Linked DNA regions of Mus musculus: region 1 is linked to region 2. The links are chromatin contacts, called in public HiChIP or PLAC-seq maps. All regions are on one chromosome and are shown on one strand. The core of a region is the stretch at or near the end of the contact, and the rest is flanking DNA. Distances in the headings are between cores, read along the strand shown. Region 1 has its middle 6.6 kb from the start of Smim38. Region 2 overlaps Ano1 (anoctamin 1, calcium activated chloride channel).

Region 1 (6,869 bases), core at 3,212-5,711, 540 kb after region 2:
GAGAAAGAGAGAAAGAGAGAGGGAGAGAGAGAGAGAGAGAGAAAGAGAGAAAGAGAGAAAGAGAGAGAGAGGGAGAGAGAGAGAGAGAGAAAGAGAGAAAGAAAGAAAGAAAGAAAGGAAGGAAGGAAGGAAGGAAGGAAGGAAGAAAGAAAGAAAGAAAGAAAGAAAGAAAGAAAGAAAGAAAGAAAGAAAGAAAGAAAGAAAGAAAGAAAGAAAGAAAGAAAGAAAGAAAGGAAGAAAGAAAGAGAAAAAAGTGCCCCTGAAATCAACAGGACATGCTTTTCAAAGCAGATTGCTCCTCTATGCTTGAGACCCCCAGACAGGCAAAAATAAATCTTTCTTCCTGCACCACAAAGGCAGATTAACACCGCCGCTGCTGCTGTCGGGGATGAGTGGGGAGGTGGAGAGCTGGAGGGCTAGGTCAGCGAGGGGCTTGTGTCCTAAGGAGGGGCAGCCCTCTGAAAAGGCCGCTGCAGGCAGAGCCTGGTGAGGCCTCCTCGCAGCCAGTGAAAGCCGGTGTGTAACTCTGCCTGGTGATCAAACAGCCTGCAGGCCGCAGTCAGCCCAGAATGAAATTCCAAATAAATTAGCCATGTCCCAGAAGCCATCACAACACCGGATTAGGGCGTGCAAAAGAGCGTAATTTATTCAGCTTCCCTTGTCAGAGTTCCTAACAGCCTCCCTTGGTATTTTTCCTCTCAACCTACAGTCCCACCCTACAGTCCCCGGAGTGGAGTGGGGTGGGGCTGGATAGTGATCTCCCCTCCTAGAACTCACTCCATACCAGAACTGTTAATGGTCCATTTGCATCTAACATATAGACCAAGTCATGTTTTTAGGGACATTTCTGCAAAGTGGCCACCATCCCTAAGGAGAGGCAAGCTTTCTGAAAATCTAAGGACCTATGTAGCTCTCCCAAGCCTTAGGATCTGGGAGGCAGGGACTAGAAGGAGTGCCAACTACTCTTCAAGGTTAAGAGAGAGCACCCCCGCACCCCCCAGGATGTTGCTGGAGGTAGCAGGTTTGGGGTGGCCACCTGTCTGTACCCTGACAGGCACTGAGGAAGTGAGGAAGGACCTATGGCTCCAGGCAAGTGCTAGTGGTCCAGGCCTGGGACTCATTAACACACTCAGCCCTAAAACAATACCCGTTTTTATCAATGAACCCAGTCCAGCTTTCCTCGGCAGACAGGAAAGCTTTCAGAGTTGATAGGCAGAGTGGCTTGTGCCTCCAGAAGAGGCGCCTTTGAAGGCTCAGGATCTCCTTGGGCCCCCTCTCTCCCTTCTCCCTCCCCTTCCTCCCCTTGCCTCCTTTGAAGGCTCCAGCCTCTTCCCACCCTTCCAGCTCCTGCTCCCCGCCCCTCACTCCTTCCTCCCCTCTTATCCATTCCTCCTTCTCAGCTGTCATGGTCTATCTGCTTTGTCCAAAGGCCTCAGTGAGGGTAAGGGCCCTTTCTCTGTCCCCAGAGAGGTGAAGGAGGCAGAAAGGGATGATTGCAAAAGACAAAACCAAGAAGCCAAATAGAAGAGACTGGCACCACTGAAATGGACCATCAGGTGCTGAAAGACCCCATATATAAGGGTTTCTAGGAGTACCTAAATAGGGTGGGGGTGGAGGGGAGAGGGAGACGGGCAGACACAGAGACAGAAAGATAGAGAAAGAGACAGAGGCAGAGGCAGAGAGCACTGTCCCCACCTCAGCAGCTTCCTTGTCTCAGCTACCCTAAGGGACTTCAGGCATCCACACTGTCCGTGGTAGGTGACAACACTCACTTACTGAAAACAGAGGTCACTCTGACGACTGACCATGGAAGCTGAGATAGAATCACACCAGGAAGCTGCTCTTGCCTCTCCCTGTGGTGACACTGCCTCTGGGACATGGGTCTCTCTGTCTCAGTTCTCCTCACTGGTGCCATCTGAGCCCCAAAACCACTCAGCCTGTCTCTGCCTAAGGCTAAGACCAACAGCACACCCTGCTATTCTAAATGTTTGACTCCAAACTCCTGGGTCAGGCCAGAAAAGCCAGCAGCCTCCAGACAGTCCCCTGCTCAGGTGCCAGGCCTGGCTCATCAGCTGAGGGCTGGGGCCTCAGTGGGTCTGCAGGGGCTGAGAAAGAGTCAGGAGAAGATACAAGCTGTCCCACCCCAGCCTATGTTCACACACACTTGCACATACCCATCTTCATTTACGTACATGTATACACACATGCAACCATATTCACACACATGCAGAACATGAAGACCTCACATGTGCATATGACCTAGCTAGCCTGACTGTCACACACTCCATTAGGAGTCAATAAAGAAGGCTCAAAATGGACACTGTTCTCAAAATAAGCATGTTAGCCTCATGTGCTTGCCTGAACACATAGCCTCCAAGACAGGGCACCTCAATGCCATATATTGAGGCTAGGAGATGGCTCAGTGGATAAAATGTTTGCTGTGCCAAACAAGGACCTGAAGTTCATCCCCAGTACCCATGTGAAAGTCAGGCACAGTGGCATATAACCACAACCCCAGGGATGGCTGGATACAGACAGAAAGATCCGTAGCATTCACTGAATCAGAGAACTCCAGGCCAGTGAAAGACCCTGTCTCAAAAAATGAGGTGGAGCCAGGAGTCATAGTGTGCACCTTCAATCCCAGCACTTGTGAGGCAGAGGCAGATGAATCTCTGTGAGTTCAAGGCCTGCCTGGTCTCTATAGTTAGCTGTAGCTACACAAAGTGGGACCCTGTCTCAAACAAAAGAAAATATTTAAAAAATAATAACCAAGTGAAGAGTGATTGAGGAAGATGCTCAAGTCAACCTTTGTCTACCACCTGCATACATACAGCACATATACATAGGCATATACACATATGCACACACAGCACATAGGCACAGGCATGCACACATAACACAGCCCACAGACACACTGCATGTACAGTCTATACAGACACATGCACACAAAGCATACACATGTGAATACAGGCTGTGCACACACATATACACACATGTGTACACACAAAGCCCATATTCTCAGTTCTCAGAACGCAGTCAGAAGCAGGAAATGGTCCCTGTGGTGGAGGTCCCTGGAGCCTCTGAGGTCTGTACCTCCTGTACCCCCCAGGGCTAGCTGGGGGAGCTGGAGGTCAGTGCTGGGTGGGCAAGATCCCCATCACCAGGTGTCTCTTTGGAAGATGTGCTGTCTGGGTACTAGAGAAGCAGAGATGCAGGGGTCTGAGCAAGCAGGTAGTGGGACAATGGGGAAAAGCTCTATCCCTCTGAGCCCTCACCTGTGGTAGCCACCCTGCTTTCTAGCCAGCCTCTCCCAGAACAGGCTTCTGATAGCTGGCACTTCTAGAGTTATCCAAAAGCCAAAGGTTTCCAGCTCTGATCCCCTCCTCTCCCTCTAGAACAGAAGCCTGTATGCAGGCTAGTCATAGGGACAGTCCTTGGTCACCACTAAGACCCAGCCACACCAGGTCCTGTCTCTAATGGGCCATTCTCTTCTTAACTAGCCACTTGGTGAGGTGATTTTTGTATTGGGTTTTGTTTGAAACAAGGTCTAATATAGCCCCGGCCAGCTTCAAACTATGTAGCTGAAGATGGCCTTGAATTCCTGACCCTTCTAACTCTACTTCCTGAATATTGGGATTGCAGGCGGGAACCACCATTCCAGTTTATGCTGTTCTAGAGTCTGAACCCTAGGTCTTTGTGAATGCTATGCAGGCACTCCACAAACTGAGTTCTGTCTTGAGCCCATAGTGGGCCTGATTTCAGTTGAGCAGGTCTCCAAGTCTCTGGGTCCAGCTCCAGGGTATCTCACTACTTAGTCCCTTGCTCTAGATCCAACCAATCAACAGCAGTGCAGAGAGCGCGAAACATCAAATCTGAATGCCGGTAGACTCGTGCCTGGTGCTGCCAGGTGGGGAACTCCAAATTCATGTATTTGCACTCTAGATATTTATTGAACAGCCACAGTGTACCGTCCACCACACACAAGAATTCTTAAGCATCCTAAGTGCTCCTGGAGGTATGACACATGCACCCAGCACTTTGAGCAGCCTTATTAGATTAGATATTGTCGATGGTCACTCTCTGAGGCTCCCTTTTATCCTCTTCTGGGAACATGAGAAAGGAGACAGGAAAGGTGATGAACCTTTGATGGGAAGGTGTCAAGCAGGCAGGAGGGCCAGGGAGCCTCAGCCGTACACTGAAACAAAGCCCTTCTCTCTGAAGCTCCTTGTATCAGGCATTTTGTCTGAAAAAAATGTGACCAATACCAGAATGAATGAGACAGAAACCACAGCCACAGCCACACAGACGGGGCATGAATGTCTATGATGCCATGCTCACAGCTACTCATCTGGACACAACGAGAAGATAAGAAATCAAGTTCCGGTCTATTCCTATTCTGACAGCCTGGCACCAGCCATGGGGCTCATGTGATATTGAGCAATAGGCAAGCCACAGGCACCCAGGCTGCAGGCATAGCCAGCCAACAATTGGTGGACAGTGACAAGAGCCAAGCACAAGGATACTGCCGCAGATAGTGATAGAATGTTATAGAACAGGTAAAGCCACAGGGACAGAACACAGGCCATGCTGTGGGGGCAGAGTTTGGAAGCAAAGAGGCAGAGTGAAGGGGCTCTGGCAACAAGCTGCCCTGGGTTAATAGCAGCTGAGCCACTGAAATCTGTATAAAATAGCATCAAACGGAGAAAACAAATCCTAAATGTCACCTTTCCTTTATGATAACTATTGCTTGGAATTTCTATACCCCAAAGCCACACCCTTGCACTGACTTGAGGATAGGGGTCAGAAAGAGCCCTGTCCAGTCTTTGAACTTGGGCTAAGTGGTGAGCTGTAGCCTCAAGGTCATGTCCCTGGCCAGTCTTGCCCTTGCTGCTATGGAAGAGGAAGTTGAGGCCCAGAAAATCCTGTCACCCAGTGTCACCTAGCAAGTCTGAGGTGTCAAGATGTCCAGCCTGGACTATTTCTGTATCTCCTCCCAAGCTCCTAAGGTTGTCTCCAGGGACACTTCCCCTTTCGCCTGTGTTTAGGACAAAAAGAAAAATTGGGGACTTTGCTCACAGAGAGGGACGGAAAGGCCAGAGCTCTTACTGACCTGTCCTCAGAATGTTCCCAGACTCCTCTAGGCTATGGTCACCAAGAAAACCTAAACCTGCCCACAAAGTCAAACGCCTCTCCTAGGGATCCCTCCAGGCCCACTGGTGAGGAACAGGCTGGGGCTCCACAGTTCTCTGTGGGGAACTCGAAGCAGGGAAAGCCAGAGAGAGAGGCCTGGGGTCTGCAGGGGCCCCAAAGAGGGGTGCTGCTCCCCCACTGGAGAAGCCCAAGTACTTGCAAGAAGGACTGCAGATGACACTTAGGGGGTCATGGAGTACCTCCACTCCTGCTGAAGAGCCCTCATACTCCACACTGATTCTGCCTGACAGATCTGCCATACAGAAAAACAAGAGCTCAGAGCTTTCTGGAAATGTGGACTGTCCTAGGGACCACAGGCCCCATCTAGAGGCAGAAATGTGGGGCTCCAGCAGGGAGGAAAGCAGCTCCCTTCCCCAGCAACTCCACCCACCCACTACCCCACCCACCCACTAACCTCCCTGCTGTTGGGCCTTAGTTTCCTCCTCCTGAATGGAGGGTCACCATCATGTCTGTACCCACCCTTTGCTGGTGGCTGTGTGTGGACGACACACAGGAAGCTCTAGGAGAAATGCCTGGGTGCCTTCCTCAGCAGGGTTGCATGTGTTCCTGGAAACATGTGGCAGCCCCCACCTGTGTGGCCCTAGGATGGCAAGACAAGTGATCTATGCAGAGACCCTGTGACCCATAGAAATGTCCCTGCTTGGGAACCTTTCCAGCCACACACATCTACACGGGACAGCCCCGAGCCCTGATGGTTGCTGGCTCCCCACAGTGGCCTGTCAGAAGCAACAAAGACAGACAGACCTGCAGGGAAAGACCTCTGGGTGTCAGAGTAGGAACAGCCCCCCTGGCAGTCTGCTTAGGACGACTGAAGTGCTGAGCAGACCCTGAGGACAAAAACCAAAAGAGGTGGACCTTCAAATGAAGGAGTCCTGGAGGGTGACAGCCACTCAGACCCACCACACTGGTGCAGGGAGGGCTCAGCTCTTTTGAGACATCAATAGAAAACTACAGAAGACACGAACAGCCAGGGGGGTTGTTTTTTGTTTTCTTTTACAATGTCCCTGCCCCCTCTCTGGGGCTGGTGCTATGATGCTACAGTCAGCAAGGGCTGATGGAGATAGCTATATGGAGACAGAGATAATGGGTGACAGGCAGAGACAAGGAACTCTAAGTCCCTGACCATTCCCTCCCCAAAGCCCTGCTCGGAGCTACATTCTAAGGGACACAGGAACAAGGGGCATTTCTCCCCCAGATCCTCATGGCAGTCTCTAAAGCAGAAACCAGAGTTGACATATCTAACAGATATGGAAGAGGCTGACAAAGGTGTGACTCCTCTAGATCACTTGGCCAGGAGACAGTAGAGCAGGAGCAAAAACCGAGAATATTTGTTTTGGTTTTTTGTTTGCTTACACTGGGTCTTGCTCTGAAGCCCAGGCTAGCCCAAGCTCACTCTGTAGCCCATGACAACCCTCCTACATCAATGACCAAGTGCTGAGAATATAGACAAGAGCTTCTTCTATAGAGCTCCCATCAGAACTGAGGCTCTGACTCAGGCTTACCTCTCGCCCACACCCTCTCAACACATGCATACCGCTGAGGTCCTTTGACTGAGGACAGAACCCCTTCATGTCACTGCCTGGCACGGGGCTGACAACAGGGTGAGGTAAGTTTCACCCACCTCCTAGACAGACCGTCCTGAGAAACATGTTTTTAAT
Region 2 (6,241 bases), core at 721-3,220:
AGTTAAGCAAGCTAAGAAGCAGTTAGCCAACTCTGGGCATCTGTCCTTTGGTCCTGTCATAGACACAGTGGAGCATTCCATCTGATCTCTTTAAGCTCCAGAAGGGGCAGAGCCCTCCCTCTCTCTGGGTGCCCAGGGGACATTAGGGGCCAGCAAGGCCCAGTAAGGCCCAACTCACAGCTCTATTCAAATGTCCCCTGAGCTCCTAAGGTTGTTTCCATCCTGTACTTGACAAGAAGGCTTCTGTCCATCAAGAGCTGTTCCTGGCCCAGGCTCCCCAGGACTCTGGTACCACCCAGTAGAACCCCACCCACTCCTCTACTGAGACCCCAGGACTGCCAAGACTGTCCACAGCCTGAGCCTGCACTGCCAAGCCATAGCTCCCATTAGGCTTCTGGGTGTATTCACCCAGGCCCTCAGGCTCTCAGCCCCAGGCTAGGACAGGCTGGGGCAATCCCTCAAGCTGGGCCTTCCACTCCAGCCCCAGGCTAGAGCCCCAGGCATTGGACAGCAATGCTCCCTCTAGCCTAGATAGGGACCTTGAGGGATCTGGGGGTAGGGGTGAGGGGGAAAGGAAGAGAAAAAAGGAAAGAAAGAAAGAAAAAGCTCTTTGGTCTTTGGTGCCTGCTGGGAGTGCCCCGCCCCCACCCGGGCTCTGGGAAAGTTTGTTCTTTAAACCAGACTCATCAGGAGTGAATCCCACTCCCTCCCCCTCCCAACACACACACACACACACACACACACACACACACACACACACACACACACACACACACACACGGTGCCACCAGGAATCCCTGTGACCTGCTGTCTGGCCCCAGGGACAATGCTATGGTAGAGGGGACACCTCTGTACTGGGTTCCCCAACCAGGTGACTGGCTCCACCCTGCACCCCTACCCGTGCCCAAGGCGCTGGGAGGGGATGAGGGACTAGATTGAGGTTGGCAATCTCTGGGTTGAGTCTGAGCATGTGCCAGCTGCACTGGGCTGGAGATCTAAGCACTGCAGGCAGGAGGACTCGAACCCCACCGGGTGGCGGCGCAGTGGTCTCGCTCACTCTGGTGGCCACCTGATCCTTACCCTTGACTCCTACTCCCACCCACCCTGCTGCTCCTGGCTAAGGGCCTGGAAAGGAGGGTCTCATCCAGGCTTGGGCTGTATGCGTAGGAGACTGGGAACCCCCGGACTGGGCACTGTGGGGACCCTGAGACACTCTAGAGATCCCAGGAACAAGCAAAGACTTCGAGGGACAATTTTGGGATCCCAGGAACACTGCAAACCCCGAGTTGGGCTCTGTGTACACTCTGGGGACCCCAGTCAGTGTGTTGTGACGATCTCAGGGGGGCACTTTGGGTATTTTAGGGACACTCTGTAAACCTCAGGTAAACCTCAGGTCCGGCGCTGTGGGTACTTCGAGGACACTAGAAAACTCAGAACACTCTGTAGACCCCTGGCAATAGGCTGCAGAGACCCCAGGAACACTCTGGGGACTCTGGGCATAGCACTGAGAGGGACCTCAGAGACACTGCAAACCCTGGGCTGGGCTCTGCAAGGACACCAGGGACACTCTGGGGACCCCTGGCGCTGCGTTCCGCGAGTGGGAGGACGCGCAGAGTATAGCCGGTCGCGTGCACTTGGTTCCGGCAGCAGCGCGCTCCCAGGCCACACGTGCGTGGCTGGGAACCCCAAAAACCTTGCGCACTGTGGAGAGGTCACCCGTGGCCGCACCCGAACTCACCGTGCCCTCGGACGGCAGGTAGCCCAGGTCCTCGATGGCGCAGATGTTCACGATGTGGACGCTGCGGTCCTCCGCCGGGAGCGTCGAGTACTTCTCGGGGACCCTCATGGTGGCCTCGCGCTCCCCATCCACAACCCCGGTGGCGTCTGCAACGGAGAAGCGGTGCTGGCCTGGCGCGGACGGGACGTGGCCGCTCCCTCCTCCCTCGCGACCTCCCGGGCGCTGCCGCCACCTGGCCCGTCCCGAGGGCGCCCGCGCGCCGTGAACTTGGCCGCGCGCCGGCTCCGCCTTAAAGATATAAGCGCAGGGGCGGCGGCCACAAGGGTCAGATTTTCCGTAGAAATTTAAACACAGGAAGAAAGGATTCCGAGTTTTATTTTTACCCGGGGTCAGAGCCCGTTTAGAGTTTTGTTTTTTAAATTTTGAGGGTGGAAAGGATTCTTACTCGAAGGGAAAGTGCCCCAGACCACACCTTAAATAAAAAGGCCTGGAGCTGGGAGGGTGTGGGGGACTTTTGGGATAGCATTGGAAATGTAAATGAAATAAATACCTAATAATAATAATAATAATTTTTTAAAAAGGCCCGGAGCTAACTTTGCTGTTTCCTAAGGAGGTGACAGATTAACCACAATGTCATCACCTGGGACCCCTCCTGTGTAGACCTCCTCCCCCACCATCATCTCCCAAGTACTGTAGCCCCCACCTGTGAGCTTTTAGACGATCTCCTCCACAGGGGTGAGTGTATGTCAGCTAACTGAACTCCTGCCCACCAGGAGAGAATGCTGACCGGTTGGTTGGTGGGGTTTTGTTTTCTCTTAAGGACTTAAGAGGCTGCAGAGCACCCTGATCTGACCCTCCAAGGCCAGCTGCATCTCCTGCAGTGACTAGAAGCCTGTGCTTTCTCTCACCCCAGGACCTAGCAAGGTCCCTGTACACAGTAGGGTGTTTTTAAGTCTCCCTTCTGGAGGAGGAGGAGGAAGAGGAGGAAGAGGAGCATCTGCTGTCCTGATTGAGCTTCTGCAGGGGTGGCCTCTCTTTCCTCTACCTTTCTGGTGGGCATCAGAGTGCTTGTCCCTCAGGACACCCTCCTGGGCTCTCCAGCCTCAACCTCTCACTGTCCTCAGACCCAGTCTGAACCTCAGCTTCAGAACTTGCACTCAGCACCTTGTCTGGTGGGCTACCAGCTTCCCACAGCAGACACTCCCACCAACTGGACTTGCAGCTGCATGACAACATTCAAGGCCCCCCAGAAGTCATCATGAAAAGTCACCAGGAGCAAAACAGCCTCTGGTGATTCCCAGGCCGGATCTAGAGAGGTGGAACGGGAGGGACAGACAGGAGGTACTGGGCTCCAGGCTCCCAATTCAAAGAGCCAAGCAGTGCCTTCTCAGGCTCACAGGCCTGTCTTGTGGTGATCACAGAGAACTTCCCTTGCTGTGTGTGCTTAGCCATGTGACTGCCATCTTGTCACTGTCTTGACTACCTCTTCTCTGCCAGTCATCTGCTCCCGTTTACTCTAAGTAACTTTGAACTTGGAGAGGTTTTGAAAAGGCTACTGGGTCCTAGAGCTACGCACTCCCATAAGTGCCAAGTGCCCTTAAAGTGGGATTTAAGAAATGCATTAAGTTGGCCAAATCCCAGCAGCAAACAGCTCTCCTCCTCCTCCACCCTCCACTGTGCCAGGGGACTGGGCTGGAAAGACACACAGTCACACACAGGATTATGTAACTTCATACTGTTGTTGATAAACAACTGGCATTGTGAAACCGGAGCACACCCTCCTCCTAAATTTATGATCAGGTGTCAAGGATCTCCCAGGAACCGGCGAAGTATTTTTTTTCTTCTAAAAGAAAAAAAAATATATATAATTGATCAGGGCCAGGGATGTGACCCAGTTGTAGAATACTTATCATGTGTGATGCACTGGGTGGAACTTTAGTGCTATGCTAAAAATGTGTACGTGCATATGTGTGAGTACTTGTGTGTGCAGGTGTATATGTTTCTGTGTGAGTACATGTGTAAGAGTGCATGCACGTGCATGTGAGTATGTGTGTGGGTAGAAGTGTGTACATGTGTGTATGTGCATGTATGACAAGAAGCTCTGGTGTTCTCATGTGTTTGGGAAGTGACATTTTTCCTCTAACCCTGAGGGGGTTTTAGGGCAGGTGTGGCCTCCTGGCCTTATTCCCAAAGATCCTGAAAGCTGCCAGATGGGGACCATCTCTAGACATGACAGCTGTCTGTCTTCTCGCCAGACAGCACCCAGCCATGGTGTAGGAAGCTGAGCTAAGGCTCTTCTTTCAGGTTTGGCCTGCTTTTGCGCTCTGCCTTGGCAAGGGCTTGACACTACTTGCTTAGAAGACTGCATTTTCTCCTTTTCCATTCTCTGCTTCTTCTGGTTACCTCCCTCTCCATGGCTTCTGAATGTGCAGTTCAGGGATGACCCAGCAAGGGCAGAGAGGACATGGAGTGGCCTCCACACAATGCAGTGTGGGGGCCAGATGGGCTGGGAAGAATCCTGAGACAGCTGATGCAGGCCGTCAACTTGATAGGTTCTAGAATCACCAGGAGACAGACCACTGGGCATGTCTGGGATGGAGCTTAGATTGGGTTACCCGAGGTGGAAAGACTTGCTTTGAATGTGGGGGACACCATTCCGTGGGCTGGAGTCCCAAAGTGAATGAAAGAAGCGAGCAAGGGGAGCACCCGTGTCCATCCTCCTGCTTCCTGACTGTGGACATAACATGATCATCCTCACATTCCTGCTTCCATGCCTTCCCACAATGGACTGTGCCCTCTAACTGTGAACCAGAGAAACCCTTCCTCACTTAAGTTGTGCTTTATCAGAACAATGAGACAAGTAGCTACTACAGGACACATGCTGTCCCCAGGTCCCCACAGCCCAGGCCCAGAGTTCTTGGGTCTTGAAATCTTGATGACCACCACTACCACCACCACCACCACCACCACCACCACCACCACCACCACCATCACCACGACCACCAACAACAGAGTTAAACCAACAAGGGGGACTATCTCCCTTTGGAGTAGCAAAGTAGAAACAGGTCTTGTCCATTGCAGACTGAAACAGATTTCATCACACTATACCCCAAGGGCCAGCCTCTGTCATTGAGACTAATCCCCTCATTAATTAGTAATTATGGCCTTTCTGGCTGGCTGCAGGGTACTCTTTATGATGGGACTCTTGCCTTCCTGAAGCACCATGGCTAGTGTTTGATGCCAGGAACCAACAGACACCTGTGTCTTTGCTGACATTTCTAGTCCTGGGTGTGTGAGGTGGGGGTGGGGGGTGAGCAGGAAGTGATAGGAGGGAGGAGAGAACCTGCCTTTTGCAAAGCTTGGAGGGAAGCCTTTCCCATGGCATTTTGTCTTGGCCTCCTTGGCTCTGCCCTCTGTCCTGCCCTGCACCACAGGTCTGAGCACATAGCCATCTGCAGCTCAGAGAGAGGAGCAATGAGCTTTTACAAAGTCAGACACAAAGAGGGCTTCTGCACCAGAGAGAGATGATGACTGGTCACAAAGACCCTGGGCTCAAACAAACACCTCACCATGTCTCAGTCTCTGCTTTTTTTTTTTTTTTTTTTTTTTTTTTTTTTTTTTGGTAGACTGGACTTTTGGATGTCTGTGTGTCTGTGAGGTGGTTATAATATAGCTATGTTTTCTCAATTGAAACATTCCTTCTCCAGGAGTTCCTTAAAGACTCAGAAAGTAAAGGAAACCCATGAGACTCAGGAAGATCCTAAAATTTACAGGACTCAGAAGGCCCTTCACAAGAGTTATACAAGCAGGACAGTGGCTGGGGAGAGGAGACTCCCCCACTGGCTTAGATATTAGAATGCAAGTCATGTAGGAGCTGCAGGGATGCTGCCACCTGAGATGTCATTCATGTTGTAGTGAGATTTTCAATAATGCAGCCGCCTTTGAGCTGCCATGCTCCTATTTAAGTATCTCCGTACATATATAGTCCTCTAAATAACCCCAATAAGCTTACTGGTCTTCTGAGCTAGACTCTGGTAGTTTCTTTGGTATGTTGCCAGTACTCTATTTAGGGTAAATGGACATTTGTTCACATCTCCCCAGGAAAAGTTACACAAAAGCATTTACAGAGACACTGGATCCTGAGGGTTTAGACCTAATCAGTGAATCAATGGCTTGATGGGTTCATAATCTGATGTAGTGACTAGGAGATGGTGAGAGGTAGGAGACTGGGCCTAGATGGAAGAAGTAAGCCATGGGGTGATGTTCTTGGGGCTGGACCTGGCCTTAGCCCCTTCACAAACTCTTTGTATCTTGTCTGCTGTGATGTGAGCCCTTCTGCTCAACCACACCCTGGCCATCATGATTGGCACCTCTGATAAACAAATAAACAGCCCAAATAAACAGTCTGTCCCTAAATTGTTCTCTAGGATACAAGTAACTATAACACCCCGATGACATTAGGGATGGGACCATTCTTTGACCCCCAAGGACATCTTATGTCTT

What was found. HiChIP or PLAC-seq counts read pairs in DNA pulled down with a chosen protein or histone mark.
Region 1: an HNF4G HiChIP or PLAC-seq map of pancreatic cancer cells shows a contact between it and region 2. The contact joins two enhancer-like sites.

What each region holds. Positions count from the first base shown.
Region 1 is chr7:145,211,285-145,218,153 of GRCm38.p6, forward strand. It overlaps a transcript of Tpcn2 not described here. Among named protein-coding and RNA genes, the nearest start is that of Smim38, 6.6 kb to the left of the region's middle. Within about 2 kb of position 4,462, at least 37 of the 459 cell types and tissues checked have an H3K27ac peak or open chromatin away from gene starts, as enhancers often do. A contact at or near this core is called in pancreatic cancer cells, where this site is marked.
Region 2 is chr7:144,676,896-144,683,136 of GRCm38.p6, forward strand. It overlaps Ano1 (anoctamin 1, calcium activated chloride channel), which reads right to left. Exons shown (of 26, transcript NM_178642.6): 2 at 1,739-1,884. The coding sequence starts at 1,846. Among named protein-coding and RNA genes, the nearest start is that of Ano1, 59 kb to the right of the region's middle. Within about 2 kb of position 1,971, at least 39 of the 459 cell types and tissues checked have an H3K27ac peak or open chromatin away from gene starts, as enhancers often do. A contact at or near this core is called in pancreatic cancer cells, where this site is marked.